Linked DNA regions of Mus musculus: region 2 is linked to region 1. A link is a contact called in public Hi-C data. All regions are on one chromosome and are shown on one strand. The core of a region is the stretch at or near the end of the contact, and the rest is flanking DNA. Distances in the headings are between cores, read along the strand shown. Region 1 overlaps Nrf1 (nuclear respiratory factor 1). Region 2 overlaps Mirc35hg (microRNA cluster 35, host gene).

Region 1 (7,134 bases), core at 3,125-5,624:
TAGAGTGCTGCCTGAACATAGCAGGTGCAGGTTTCCTGGATGAACCAAGTGTCGTTAGACATCTCCCTTTTCCTTCCTTATTTTAAGACTCTGTCTCACTATGGAGCTTCGGTGGGCCTTGAACTCACAGAGATCCCCGTCCCTCTAACTCCCAGATGCTCGGATCAAAGGTTTGAACCACACCGCTGGCCAGTGTTATACATGTATTACATCCTATTTTCTGGATTTTCATCGATTTACTTTTACGGGAGTGATTCCAAGTCTAAACCTGTTATCAAATACTCCATGCCAGTGTCTTGAGGAATCCAGAAAAGAACGTTCTAGCTCTTGACATCCACAGAGGAAGCATGTGAAGAAAGACAAGATGGGGTAAGGCAGCCCTCACCGAAGCAAACGTGTCTGCTGTCTCTTTCGGATAGATGGATTAGACTCAAACACATGAGGCCGTTTCCGTTTCTTCCCTGTTGCCACAGCAGCAGCAGCGGCCATTCCCACAGGACCTGAAATAATAAGTATGTGGTGAGATTAGGCAGGAGACTGCAAGGGTAGGAGACAGACAGCAACACACTGTCAGTGAAAACAGAATGTTTGCACTGTGATCAGTGTTCTTCTCTATTGTTTCCCATGAACCATATACATTTATAGTCAGTCTTTAAGAAGCAAAAGGCTTCTTCTACCTTCCTGCCAAATACTGTCTTGAATTTTGTACAATGCTGTTGCTGTTTTACCAGCATGCCCACACTCTTAGAACAGTGCCGCAAAGGGACCAGAAAACACTACAGCATTGAGAGAAAGGACGACCACAATGAGACAAGTGCAGGGCTTCACACTGCACTTCTGGCTCCATGGTCCTTCCACTGCTTCAAGACTAGCAAATTAAGGAACTGGGTGACTTTGAGCGACCACACGGAAGAACTAAACCAGACCGTGTGCCAAGGATCCTGGCCAAGGAGATGAACATTTCCTTAGTTCAACCAAAAGAAAAGAAAAAAATTTTTTCAATAAAAGCTGAGACCAATGCATACAAGTCTTGGGGTTGTTTGAATGGGTAAGTCTAAGTAATTCCTTACTACTCACTTTTGATAGCAATGGGTTAGCATCAAAGACAGCATGTCACTTTATCCTTTCCTGCCAGCCCATAAAAGGCTTAGATACAAATTAAACTGCTAACATTATATTCACGTGCATATTCTAAATAGGTGAACTGCAGCAAGCCTTTCTGTCTGCAGGCTGCTCAGTGCTATCATGTCCTTGCTGAAGAGAGACCCTCTAAAAGACCCCCAGATCAAGCACAAGTCAGAGGCTGGCTCGCTTTCTACCATAGAGATATGGTAGAGATTTTTTTCCTTCTTCCAGAGTCTCAGTACATAACGCAGACTAGCATGGAATCAAAGTGATCCTCCTACCTCTGCTCTCAGTGCTGGGATTATAGGTACCTTGTACCCAACTATCACATGAAAATCTTAAGCCCCGACATTATTGCCCCTGACATTTTATTATAAAACTGTGGCAATATTTTAACATAAGATCCATCTCTGAATAAAATTTTGTGCACAAAACAGTATTAATTCCATCCACCATGCACAGATTTCTATAACTTATCTGTCTTATATAACTGAAAGCTTCCCTCCTTTTCAGGTTTTTGAGATAGAGTCTGTTGGACAGGCTGACCTTAGAATCATAAAGGAAGCAAGGATAACCCTGAACTCCTGCTCCTCCGGCTGCCTCCTGGGATTAGCGGTATATACTATCATTCCCTGCTTGCCTGCCGTCAGGCCTGCCTTCTCTCCCTGCTTCTGGACTTCCTTTCTCTTTTCTTTTCTTTCCTCCTCCTGCTCCGGTGCATCCTAGGCAAGAATTGTGGCTCTAGCACTAGTGACTCCTGCTAAGCTCCATCCCAAGCCTTGCAACGATTTGCTGACAGTAATTCCCTACACCTCCTTCCCACAGCCCTGGAAACCATACCACATGTTTCAGTCCCCCACAGAAGTGCAATTATACTGTATCTGTCCTTCTGTGGCTGGGCTGTTTATGTTAGTATAATGTCTTTAAGGTTGATCTACGCCGGGTGGTGGTAGCACACGCCTTTAATCCCAGCACTTGGGAGGCAGAGGCAGGCGGATTTCTGAGTTTGAGCCCAGCCTGGTCTACAGAGTGAGTTCCAGGACAGCCAGGGCTACACAGAGAAACCATGTCTTGAAAAACAAAAAAAAAAAAAAAAAAAAAAGAGAGAGAGAGAAAGAAAAAAGGTTGATCTACACTGTCACATGTAGCAAGATTTCCCCTTCTGAATGGTGTGTCAGTGTGTGTGTGCGTTTGCTACTGTGTACAGGGCATCAAACAAAACAACAAAAGACCAAACAGAGGTAAGACAATTTAGAAGATACTAAGCATAGGCCTTATCCTGTCACATGTTATCTTGAAGGTTAAGTTACTAAGACTGGGACTGGATCCTGAGACACAAACTCCTATCACTGAACTGCAATGATCCTATGTCAGGAGACAAGGGTGAGAAGAGTAGGCTATCAAAGATCTGGTGCTCACTGTTCACATGGAGAAATACATTTTGGCTATGGACAGTCAGCTGTTTGAACCAATACTAGTTAACAAACACCCACCTGATGAGGAAGGACAGGTGAGACCGCACATAGCAAACACGGGGACAGAAGTTAAGAGTGCCTGCTCTAACATACCAGAGTAGTGCCTGGCTTGGCAAATTCCAATAAGCTGAAAATATGCCTATCTTCAGACCCTCAACTACTCTCCTGGACACATCTTCAAGTATGTTTGTCAAGAGCACTTGTAAAAATCTAAGCACTAGAGGGATTGGGGCAGAAGGACTGAGAGTTCAGGCCAGCTTGAGCTACATAGCAGAAGCCTGTCTCTTGAGCTGCACAAACGGGTCAGTGGTTAAGAGCACACGCTGCTCTCGCAGAAGACTGGTGTTCAGCCCCACTTACATTCCCAGCACCCACGCAACCCCAACTCCAAGGAAGCCACTGGCCTCTTCTGGCTTCTGCAGGCAGTGGACTCCATCCTCCCATATACATAAGTGAAAATAAGAGCAAAGTAGTTGAAGAATACCCTTTCAAAAAGAAATTCCACCAAGTTTTCCTTTTTTCCATGAAGCAAATGGTAACCCTTTGGTAGTTTATCGAGTATTTTTCTAGTAAAACAGAATAAAGCCAGAGTGAATTAGAACATCAGGAAAAAAAAATCAGAATATATCACTTGTAATGAAGGTATTACTGAATGAAAAAGGCCAAGCGCCCTGTGCACAGTGCACACACATGCGTGTTCCTAAGGTGCTAGCCAGCCAGAAGGTTCCAGAGGTCTGCCTGTCTCTCCACAGTGTGGAACTGTAATGCCAGCCACCACGCCCAGCTTCTTCTCTGGGTTCTGGAGATCAGACTCAGGCCCTCATGCTTGCACACCAAGCACTTTGCTAAGTGAGCCGGCTCCCGGGCCCTCCTGAATTTATTTTTCCATTGAGAATCAACACTGATCAAGAGTTGTCTTAACTGAAGAGAATTAGAACCATTTTTGATAGGTAACCTGGCATGAATTGACTGATACTGACTTTTCTGAGTTGTCTTTTAGGTGTGTCCATACTATAGACTAGTCCTCAGAAAAAAATTCTCTAGCAAGCAACAAATGTGACAGGTCAGGATCAATCATGACTGATGAATTAATGAGGGCTCTCGGACACCTCTGCAAGATTCTCTTGTTTACTGTGAGTGTAAGCGTGTATGCCTCACACTGAGCAGCCTCTGCAAGCTTGCATCCTGCAGAGCCCCTAAGCCCTGTGCAGTCGGTCACACTTATGCCAGCCCTCTGTACTGTCTTCTTCTGCCTCACAAAGCTCAGCCACGATGGCCTCCTTCCCTTTTCATCTCAAAGTCCCTTGCCTGTGACACGTCCTCTGTCTGATGTCCTCTCCTCAACATTTGCCTGCACTGATACTACGGCTGGTGGCCTGACAGCTCCTTCAAAGTAAGCCGTTTTAGTCAAAGACTCTATACCTTGCAGTATATCAAATTACAATTCCTTAGTAGCAACTCACTAGAGATTTGAAGGGCCTCTATTTTTATACTCGACAAATGAAAGACTTTAGTCCTTTTCTGTTCTTTTCTTCACTGCTCATTTTTGAGATAAGGTCTGTGTCGTCTAAGTTGCTATGGAATACCTGGGCTCAAATGTTCCCCCTGCCTCAACCCCCTGGGTAGTTGGGACTACAGGCTCATGCCATTATACCTAGCCAGCTCTAGTCTTTGTTTAGTGATGTTGGGAGCTGAACCCAGGGCCTCACACGTGCTAGGCAAGTGCTCAACCTCTGCATCACGGTCTCAGCTTTCATCATCCTCACACCATAGCAACGCAGCACAGTACAGTAGCAAAGCAAAGCCATGTCTCAAAAGCATCTTCCTTCATAGGAAAGAAGTTGTCCTGGGTTCATTATGTTAGGATGCCCTCTTCTGGGAAGTATAAAAATCTCACAAAATATATGTTACAAACATTTAAACACATGGCTAGCTAAGCACGTGCTTTACCACTGAGCTAGATTCCCAGCCCCTCCATTAGTTTCTAAGTTCAACATTCCAAAAATAGTATTGTGAATAAGTGATGGTACGAGATTATTACACGATTCTCTTCACCTTAAGTAAATACAACATATATACTTTATTAATGTAGTGCTTCGGCCATTCCTGACTGCTGTCCTGCCCAGCACTATACCCACCCAGACATGGTTTATATGTCTAAATACATACTATAAATGGAATAATACAAAACACAGCCAGCTTTAAGTCTCTTAGTATTGTGAAAAACTTAAAAGCCTGAGACAATTAAGGATCATTCTTGGTATCTAGCAGAAGCAAACAGAAACCATGTGCAGCATCATATCATAGACCCCAAATAATTTTTAAAATTAATTTCCAAACACATCACAGAATGGTCATTTACATTTAACCAGTATATGAAGAGAATAGTCAACACAAAAAAGAACTGTCAGTAACATGGATGGTAGACAGATCCACAAGCCCCTCAGAAAGAAGAACTAACAAACAAACGAACAGTAAAATCACATGGTTATCTGTGGAAATCTAAAATCATAATAGTAATAAATTTCCACACAAACTGGAACTTACAGTGCAAATCCGAACAGGTGGAGAAACCCACTCTCATCAGAAAGTCTAATGAGGGCTATATTAGGGCTGAAGGACACTGTTCAGGGTAGGACTCTGGTCTCGCATGTGAAACTCTAGGGTTCGTTCTAGCACAAAGGGAATAAAACCCATACTAGGAAAAACTTTTAACCTTAAAAATATTAAAATCTAAATGTCAGTCCTTACATTTAATGTAAATATAATACATACTCTAGTTAACCAGACTGTGAGAATGGAAGAAAACCAACGCCGTAACACTAGTAGTAAGGGACCCCAAACTCAACTCTCATAGAACAGGCTAAAGTTGGAGGTGCAGGCTTAAAAATTGTGATGAAGGGCTTGGGATGTTGCTCAGTGGTAGAGTACTTGCCTAGTATATGCGAGGCCCTGGGTTTGATCCCCAGCACTGAAAAAAAAACAAAACAAAAAACGATGAAAAGAAATGAGAGAGTGCTAGAATTCCAGGCTCCTTCGATAGGCATGAACCCACAGTTAAGGAAAGAAGCAAACTTCTAGCACAAACATTACCTGCAGCAGCCAGATGGGCAGTTACCTCATCAGCTGCCGTGGAGTTGAGGATGTCCGAGTCATCATAAGAAGTGTCCTCGGGGGAGGAAGGGGAGTCTTCATCAGCACTTAGCATACTGTGCTCAGTGTACGTGGCTACATGGACCTGCTGGACTTGCTGGGCCACTGCATGGGCTTCTATGGTAGCCATGTGTTCAGTTTGGGTCACTCCGTGCTCCTCCATGAAGATCTACTGCTAGAAAAAAAGGAAAGAGGGGTAAGGGGAGGGAAAGGGAGGAGATTCAGTGTATAATGTAACACGATGCTTAAACTAAGGTTTTTATTAAGAGCAAAGAAACTTTGACAAAGCTCTGATTTTATTACTTGACCACACCAAGGTGTGGAAAATTCAAACAACATAATAATAGGATATTTTTGGGCTAAAGCGATGGCTCAGCGGTTAAGAGCACTGACTGTTCTTCCAGGGGTCCTGAGTTCAAATCCTAGCAATCACATGGTGGCTCTCAACCATCTGTAATGAGATCTGATTCCCTCTTCTGGTGTGTCTGAAGAGAGCTACAGTGTACTTACATATAATAAATAAATAAATCTTTTTAAAAAGTAGAATATTTTCTCTGTGAAATAACTGACAGAAATTTACTACCATAAATATATAGAAGCATTCACATGTATCAAGTCAAAAACATTAAATATCTTTTTTTGTTTTTTGTTTTTGTTTTGAGACTCTGTGTAGCCCTGGCTGTCCTGGAACTCACTCTGTAGACCAGGCTGGCCTTGAACTCAGAAATCCACCTGCCTCTGCCTCTGCCTCCCAAGTGCTGGGATTAAAGGCGTGTGCCACCACTGTCCAGCTAAATATCTTTGATATGTACTTAACAATAAAAGACATTTAAAACAGTCCAGGGATTAACATTTGATGTTGTGATATAAAAATATATCTAGACATTTAGACATATTTAAACAAGCAAACTAGCTGGGCATGGTAGCACACCCCTTAATCCCAGCACTTGGGAGGCAGAGATAGGTGATCTCTGTGAGTTTGAGGCTAGGCTGGTCTACAAAGAGAGGACAGCCAGGGCTTTTACATGTAGACATCCTGATGTTTTTAGAATAGAATCACTGTTATTATGATCTGGCAGCTCAACTTGTGGTACTTACCCAGAAGGACTGAAAGCAGCGTCTCAGAGAGCTCTGTGCACACCCATGTTCATAGCAGCATTATTCACAACAGCCAAAAATGGAAGCTACCCAAGTGTCCATCAATGGGTGAGAGGGAAACAAAATGTGGTCTACATGAACCACATACCATTCGACCTTAAAAAGGAAAGAAAATGCAAATTAGAAATAAAGAGGATTTCCTCAACTTGATAAAGAACATCTATAAAAATGCCTATAGCCATTATCCTTAAAGGTGAAAAAGTAGTACCTTTCCCATTAAAAT
Region 2 (6,925 bases), core at 1,544-4,043, 67 kb before region 1:
GTTTTGTTTGGTATTTTTAAAATGTCAGCTGAGGGTGGGAAATGGCACAGGCTGTTAGGTTACAGCCAGCGAGCTGATACCTGAGAGCAAAGATGCAGGCCAGTTAGCGGAGAAGAAAATCAATCGCACAAGGGCAAGTCCTTGAGATTCAGAGATGGAACTGCTGAAGGACTCCAGGAGACCTGGTGACTTTGGCAGAGCATGTACCCACGTGGGACAGCACTAGAGGAGGTGGACCATCCCTGTGCCTTGGTAAGATCCTGGCACCTTCAGATTTGGACCAGACCAGTGGCAGTTTGGGTACCTGGGGGACTGTTGTGGGTTACTAACTTAATTATTGTACATTTAAAGAGATGTTTAAAAATATCCTCTGTCTTTGGAGGTGTGGCTCTGTGGTAGAATTTGCCTAGGCAGATGAGGTCATGGGTTTAAGCTCCAGCACAGGGAAAAAAACCCACACATCTCAGCTTTTGAGTCTGTGACGAGGGCTGTCCTGGAAATGGTCATGTATTTTGTCTTTAGAGATAAGTCAGCCGTCTCCAGGAAAAGCTTACTAGAAAAGATGGAAAATGGAGGTCTTTTACAATCGCTTTAAAACAAGGGAGGCTACAGGCGCCCCTCTGCACCCCAGGTCATCCTTACTGGTGGCTGGGCCCCTGGCTTTAGATGGATGACTGATCTCTCAGCCTTGCCACGGGCTGGGGGGGGGGGGTCCACAGTGGATTGCTGGTCTCAATGGGGAGTGTATCAGCTGAGACTTGTTGACATCAGAACTGTGTTTGGGTCTTAGCTCCCAGGCTCCACAGCTGTGCCCCAGGTACCATCCAGCTAGCTTGTCCCCTAAATGTGTGCAAGTACTGCGGGGAGGAGGGAGTCTCACAGAATGGATGTGTCTTCTTTCACACTGCAGATGCTGTGAGCTGATTCTTTATTTGAAAGTGGGTTCATCCCAGATAGGAGCTTGTCCTGGATATGGGTTCTGAGAGCTCTATTACAGGCATCCCTGTGCAGTGGCTCTGCCACAGTTGCCTGAAATAAAAAGTCTGGCTGGAAAGGCAGATTAGCAGGCCCAGGGATGGTTGGTGGTAGAGGCAGCCATTAAGACTCCCTCTTCCCAGCCAGAGCTCATACCTAGAACTCTCCTGTATGTGCTCCCCAGCCCCTATGACATCCTGTCCTGATGGGCAGTGGAGGGCACAGGACCAGAAGAGGAAGGCCAACTGTCAGTGGAGATTGGGGGGAGGAGCGGCAGGTACCCCTTACATTCACAGGATGGGGTGGGGTAGGGCAGGGCTTGTCCTTTCTGGAGAGCAGACTCAATTGTGTTGAAAGGAGACTTTTGTTACCCTGAGGTGCCTTTCTAGGCATCTTGATCTGAATTTGAATTGCGGATGGTTTTCCTTGACTGAACTGCTTTGCTATGCCTGACTGACTCTCTTCTTATCTCCTAAAGGACTTCCGGAGTGAATTCCACAACTGTAAATAATGTTCCACCATCCAGTCTGTCCACCTGAGAGCTTCAGACTCAAACTAGAGTTCATCACACTGAGTGTCCTCCGAGGACGGCAGGTCCTGGAGTGTTGGGTGCAAGGAGCGTCAACCTCATGCACGGCTCTCGTCTTGGTCCAGAACCTCCGGCATTGGCAAGGGAGGGAAAGGGATGGGAAAAATCTTTAAGCGCTTCACTAAGACCAAAGGAAAGAGCAGCACTGACTTTCTTTTTTTTTTTTATTTTTTTATTTTTTTTTTTGTTTTTTCGAGACAGGGTTTCTCTGTATAGTCTTGGCTGTCCTGGAACTCACTTTGTAGACCAGGCTGGCCTCGAACTCAGAAATCCGTCTGTTTCTGCCTCCCAAGTGCTGGGATTAAAGGCGTGCGCCACCACCGCCCGGCAGCACTGACTTTCTTGAGGGTCTTAGATGTATCCAAGGCTTCCTGGAACAGGTTTTGCAGTGCCTGCTTCTAGGTTGGTGTGTCTCCTGAGAATCTGGGCTCTGATGCAGGAAGAAATTTTTGTCCTCACCGCATCTCCCGGCAAAGGAGGAAACCCCTGCATCATTTCTTGTGGCAACCATTTCAGAAGGACCGCTGCCTGGCTCACCATCTTTGTCCCCTTCAGCCTTCCCCCCTAGAGTTACAACCTGGGAACAGGCACTTGGGAGTTTAGCCCTTCTCAGAGTATCTTTGCAAAGGAGTTTTTGTTTGGTTGGTTTTTGTTACAATGTTTCCTGTCTTGTGTGAACCAGTGACACCATTTATTTGCCCAGACCATAATTCCACCCAGGTTGACCCAAGCTGGCAAATGTGTGGCCTCCTCTGGACCCTGGCTTCTCACTCATGTATTACCCTTTTAAATGTCATTGTATACATCTTTTATGGAACCTGCTTCAAGTCATTCTTCTTAAGTATTTAAAAGTAGCCTCTTCCTGGAAAAATAAAACTGTTCTAAGATTGGGTTGTGATGGTGAATGCCTTTACCACGCACCAACAAGTGAGCACTGTGCTCAACAGTACCCAGTGAGATGAGCCTTCCTGTCAGTAAAATGTAAGAGCTTAGAGGGATGGTGCTAACGGGGCACGCTGTTATAAAGACCACCCTGAGTTACTGATGATAGAGCCCACAGGCTCTAGTTGGTTATCAAGCTCCGTGCTCCCTGGTGCTCTTGTCCTCGACACTTGTCTGCTTCTGGGTTTGGACTGGGTGTGAGCTACAGGTCGCCACTGATCAGGTCACAGTGGGCACGTAACAGACCGAGGCAGGCTTCCCAGCTGGCCGCTGAGCTCACTGAAGCCTCCGACTGTAGCAGATGGGATGAGGAAGCCTGGCCACCAGCAGGATTCAACCCTTCACACATGAGGCAGTCCTGCCATCCTGCCCTTCTGTCTTAGCTGGATGGCAGGGTCCGTGCTGGGTGTTGAGACTGATCAGACAAGGGCACAATGAAGCCTGGCCGAGTGCTCGGCAGAGGGTCTACCCTGGCCCACTGCAGAGAGTGCTCACGAGCTGTAATGCCAGGACAGGAGCCAGCTCAGTCACAGCTGGGGAAGAGCTTTGGAAGTGATGCCTGCTGGTGGCCCTGGGCCTTTCCCTGCCTCTGGATAGGACTTTCAAAAACAACAACAATCCAATTTATTTTATTTGTATTTGTGTGTGTGTGTGTGTGTGTGTGTGTGTGTGTGTGTGTCTACCCTGGAGCTGGAGTTGCAGGCAATTGTAGCCCTGTAATTGAACCTCTGCAAGAACAGTAAGTGCTTCTAACTGCTGAGCCATCTCTCTAGCCTCTCCTAAGGATGTCCTCAAAGCTAACACTGCCTTCCACCCAGGTCTTAGACCCAGCTGACCTCACAATCCTATGACTGTCCAGACTCAGCTTGGCCTCCTTGTTTGATGCCTGTTGAGTTTTGTTGCTTAAGTGGGTTTTGGCGCATGTGCTAGATTGCAACAAGGCGTCTTGGACCTTGCAGGATTATGAATTCAATCGTTGGGTTTTTTTTTTTTTTTTTTTTTTTAACATGAAACTACTTAACAGTGTTACCACTGCTTTTCTGTTTGCTTTGTGGGAAAATGTTGAAGAAACCTGGCTGGCTGGGGTTCCCTATATTGTCTGATTTAGAGACCACTGGAAACCGAGTGTGCTGGATCCAGCTCCTGTCGATGCATGTGTGTGCCGAGGAGCTCATGATGAAAGGCTGCCGCTGAGGGAAGCCTTGGACAAGGACCATGGTGCAGTCACAGGCCTGGCTCAGAACAAGCTGGACCACCCACAGGAGAGGCTGAGCTCAAGGCTCCCCTCGTCTACAAAGCAAGTTCTAGGCTAGCCTGGGCTATAAAGAGACCCTGCCTCAAAGTTAAAAGGCAAACCAACATAGGTTTTATACAGAAACCTAATTTATCTTCTTTCTTCTCTCTGAGGGCCAGCATACACTGTAAGGCTGCTGGGGACAGTCATACACACGTGGGCTTTGGGGAAGTTGCTGAGTCTCCGTTGCCACAGCTTTAAGCTGGGCCTCCTTCCAGGCTGGAAAGGTTGGGACTCCGAGTAATAAGGTCTTAGACAGCACAGTGCAGAGCCCTTTAGTACCTAGTAACTTTTTTCTTAGGACCAAGGTTTCTTTGTGTAGCCTTGCTGTAAAGCTGCCTGGCCTGGACCTCAGATCCATCTGCCTCATGAGTGCTGGAAAAGGCGTGTTGCACCACTGACTAGGCCCCTCCTCCTCCCTTTTAAAAACATTTCAATTAGTTATTTTTTATGATTAACTTTATGTGCACTGGTGTTTCTTGCCTGCCTTATGTCTGGATGAAGATGTCAGATCCCTTGGAACTGACAAGTTATAAGTTACCACGTGGGTGTTGGGAACTGAATGCTGGGGCCTCTGGAAGAGCAGCCAGTGCTCTTAGCCGCTAAGCTATCTCTGCAGCTCCATTACTTAGTACTTAGTAACTTGGTAACTGTTAGCATCTTTGGGTTTTTTGTTTGTTTTTTGTTTTTCAAGACAGGGTTTCTCTGTATAGCCCTGGCTGTCCTGGAACTCACTTTGTAGACCAGGCTGGCCTCGAACTCAGAAATCTGCCTGCCTCTGCCTCCCGAGTGCTGGGATTAAAGGCGTGTGCTACCACGCCTGGCTAGCATCTTTGGTTTTTAAGACAGGTCTCAGTGTAGCTCAGACTGTCCTTAGTAGCCTTTTTTTTTTTTTTTTTTTTTTTTTTTTGGAGACAGGGTCTCTCTCCATAGCCCTGGCTGTCTTGGAACTAGATGAGGCTGGCTTTAAACTCACAAAGATCCCCCTGCCTCTGCCTCCCAAATGCTGAGATCAAAGGTGTGTGCCACCACGCCCGGCTCACTATTCATTTCTTCAAGGGTATACATAAGTTCAGAAAAGATTTGAGAACCAGTGAATTAATCACTTAATGACATTTTGAGAAGGCTTTTTCACGCTAGAGGGCTGCCTAGCGTGAAAGTATCTCTCCCAAACTGTCTCCTCCTCCTGGCAATGCTGCATCAGCCTCCCAAGGGCTGGGATTATGCACGTGGGGCATCACACCTGGTTAATTTGACAACAGCCCTCCCTTCAATGGCTGTGCTGGGTATTGAACTTGGGGGCCTTGCAAATGCTAGGCAGGTAATCTACAACAAATTCTATCCTCAGACTCACTGACAATTTCATCTGCAAGTGCATTAAAGCTTGGACACCCCACCCCAAACAGCTAAGCCACTTAAAAGTAAAACCGAAGGCTCTGCGCTCCACAGGTCCCCACCTCAAGGACATGAAGTAGTATTTCTGCACAGGTCCTAGGCTTGCCTGCCCAGGTTGGTGTCCTGGTTCTGTCTTTTGCTGACAGGGGGATCTTGGTCAGGTAACTTGGCTTCTTTGTTCCTCATTGCTCAGGATGATGGCGCTTCACATAGCCTCAATTGGAGGGTAGCCTAAAGACCGGTTACTATGATTGCTATAGGAATTCTCTAATTGTGGGAAAGCCAGAGCTAGGAGTGCCCGGGGACAGGGTTCCCCCCACCCCATCTCTGCAGAGGATACGACCCCCCCCTTTCCCTACTCTGGAGAATTAAATTACAGGCCCTTGCACTAAAAACAAAACAAAACAAAAAACAAAACAAACAAAAAAACTAGCAAACAGCTCAATGGTCTTCAGGGGGGAGGGGCGCCAATGAAGGAGCTTCGGCCCTCCACTTTGCTTCAGTGCACTCAGCCCTGCTCTATCTATCCCACCCCCTTCCTCCTGCTGCTGCTAGCCCAGAGGTTCTCAGCCCCCCTAACGCTTGGACCCTGTGACACAGTTCCTCTTACTGTGAGGGCGGGGTGGGCATGTGTATGGGGATGGACCCTGCTCTACAATGAAGCTGGGTTTCTTCTTGATAGGCACCCACCTACCCTGGGTTGTGCCTGAGCTATTCTTCCAGAGATCTCCTTAGCTTGGTCATGGGAGTGTAGGTGACTCCAGGAGTCACAGCACCACCAGGGGACACCTTGAGCTGCAAGGTCACCAAGCATTCCTAGACTGGCAGGCTTCTGTGAATCCGGTGGTGAGCTACATGGTGGATCCTTGTATCTACCACACTTATACTGCTCCGACCCTAGCAGGCCTCAGCACACGGAGCTGTAAGGACCTGTCCATGGTCTTCTCTTTCACATGTGCATGCCGGGGGAGTGCTCTGTCCCTGAGCTAAAGTCCTAGCCCCACTCTTCCTTCTCGGAGAACTGCCAAGTTTTAAAAAAACATCTATTCATTTGTGCTTGTATGCATATGTGCACGTGTACAAGTGTCTCGTCACATATGTAGAGGAGGTCAGAGGACAACCCCAGAGAATCAGTTCCATCCTGTGTGAGCTTCAGGAATTCAACTCTGGTCATCAGGCTTTTTGCCTGCCAAGCCACCGCACAGGACCATGCCAAACTTTATTTACCTGGGACATGCTAATATTCATGAATCTAACGTAATAGACCCTCAGGTCAGATCCATCTGACAAGATAGTTTGGTATGCCTGGATGTTTTATGCTGCTAATAAAATCAGATTTCATATAAAAACCTGACTTCTCCCATTTGCTGGGAATTTTGAAGGCAGCAAAGCCCATTTGTCTTTGGGAAAGGTGCCCGTCAGACAGCTGTTTGCCACTTTGTCTCATGCCCACCTCTACCCCACTGCGTCTCTTACTCACTGGACTTAGGTGGCTCTCCCTGGTCAGCTGCTTGGGGAGAAGTGACAGAGAAGCCATGCGCCAGCCCCTCGGGAGCCACAGCTCACGAGCTCTTGGGAAGGCACGGTCTGGGTTTGGCTTGTAAACCAAGGGAGCTAGCAGCAAGCATCCCGGGAAGGCTGAGTAGGAGGGTCTCTAGAGAAGCTGTGCTCTGCGCAGCCGCAGTCATTCCTTCCTGGCACATCCTCCCTGGTGAACGTGGATGGCGGTG

Evidence for each region. A called contact is a pair of places that touch in the nucleus more often than the background predicts.
Region 2: a Hi-C map of rod photoreceptor shows a contact between it and region 1, with 2.3 times the contacts expected there. The contact joins two enhancer-like sites. A contact is called at or near these places in 11 of 39 promoter capture datasets (the 3T3-L1 cell line, 3T3-L1-derived adipocytes, the HPC-7 cell line and 7 more), 9 of 484 Hi-C or Micro-C datasets (the 3T3-L1 cell line, the Ba/F3 cell line, the HPC-5 cell line and 6 more), 4 of 115 datasets of contacts at active chromatin or transcription factors (the HPC-7 cell line, embryonic stem cells and fetal liver) and 4 of 9 other capture datasets (adipose tissue, embryonic stem cells, liver and 1 more).

The regions. Positions count from the first base shown.
Region 1 is chr6:30,088,706-30,095,839 of GRCm38.p6, reverse strand. Nrf1 (nuclear respiratory factor 1) reads right to left here. Exons shown (of 12, transcript NM_001164226.1): 2 at 6,852-7,007; 3 at 5,694-5,928; 4 at 386-500. The coding sequence starts at 5,916. Among named protein-coding and RNA genes, the nearest start is that of Nrf1, 44 kb to the right of the region's middle. Within about 2 kb of position 4,374, at least 11 of the 459 cell types and tissues checked have an H3K27ac peak or open chromatin away from gene starts, as enhancers often do. A contact at or near this core is called in rod photoreceptor, where this site is marked.
Region 2 is chr6:30,154,154-30,161,078 of GRCm38.p6, reverse strand. It overlaps Mirc35hg (microRNA cluster 35, host gene), which reads left to right. Exons shown (of 2, transcript NR_126540.1): 2 at 1,454-2,439. Among named protein-coding and RNA genes, the nearest start is that of Mir182, 8.4 kb to the left of the region's middle. Within about 2 kb of position 2,793, at least 13 of the 459 cell types and tissues checked have an H3K27ac peak or open chromatin away from gene starts, as enhancers often do. A contact at or near this core is called in rod photoreceptor, where this site is marked.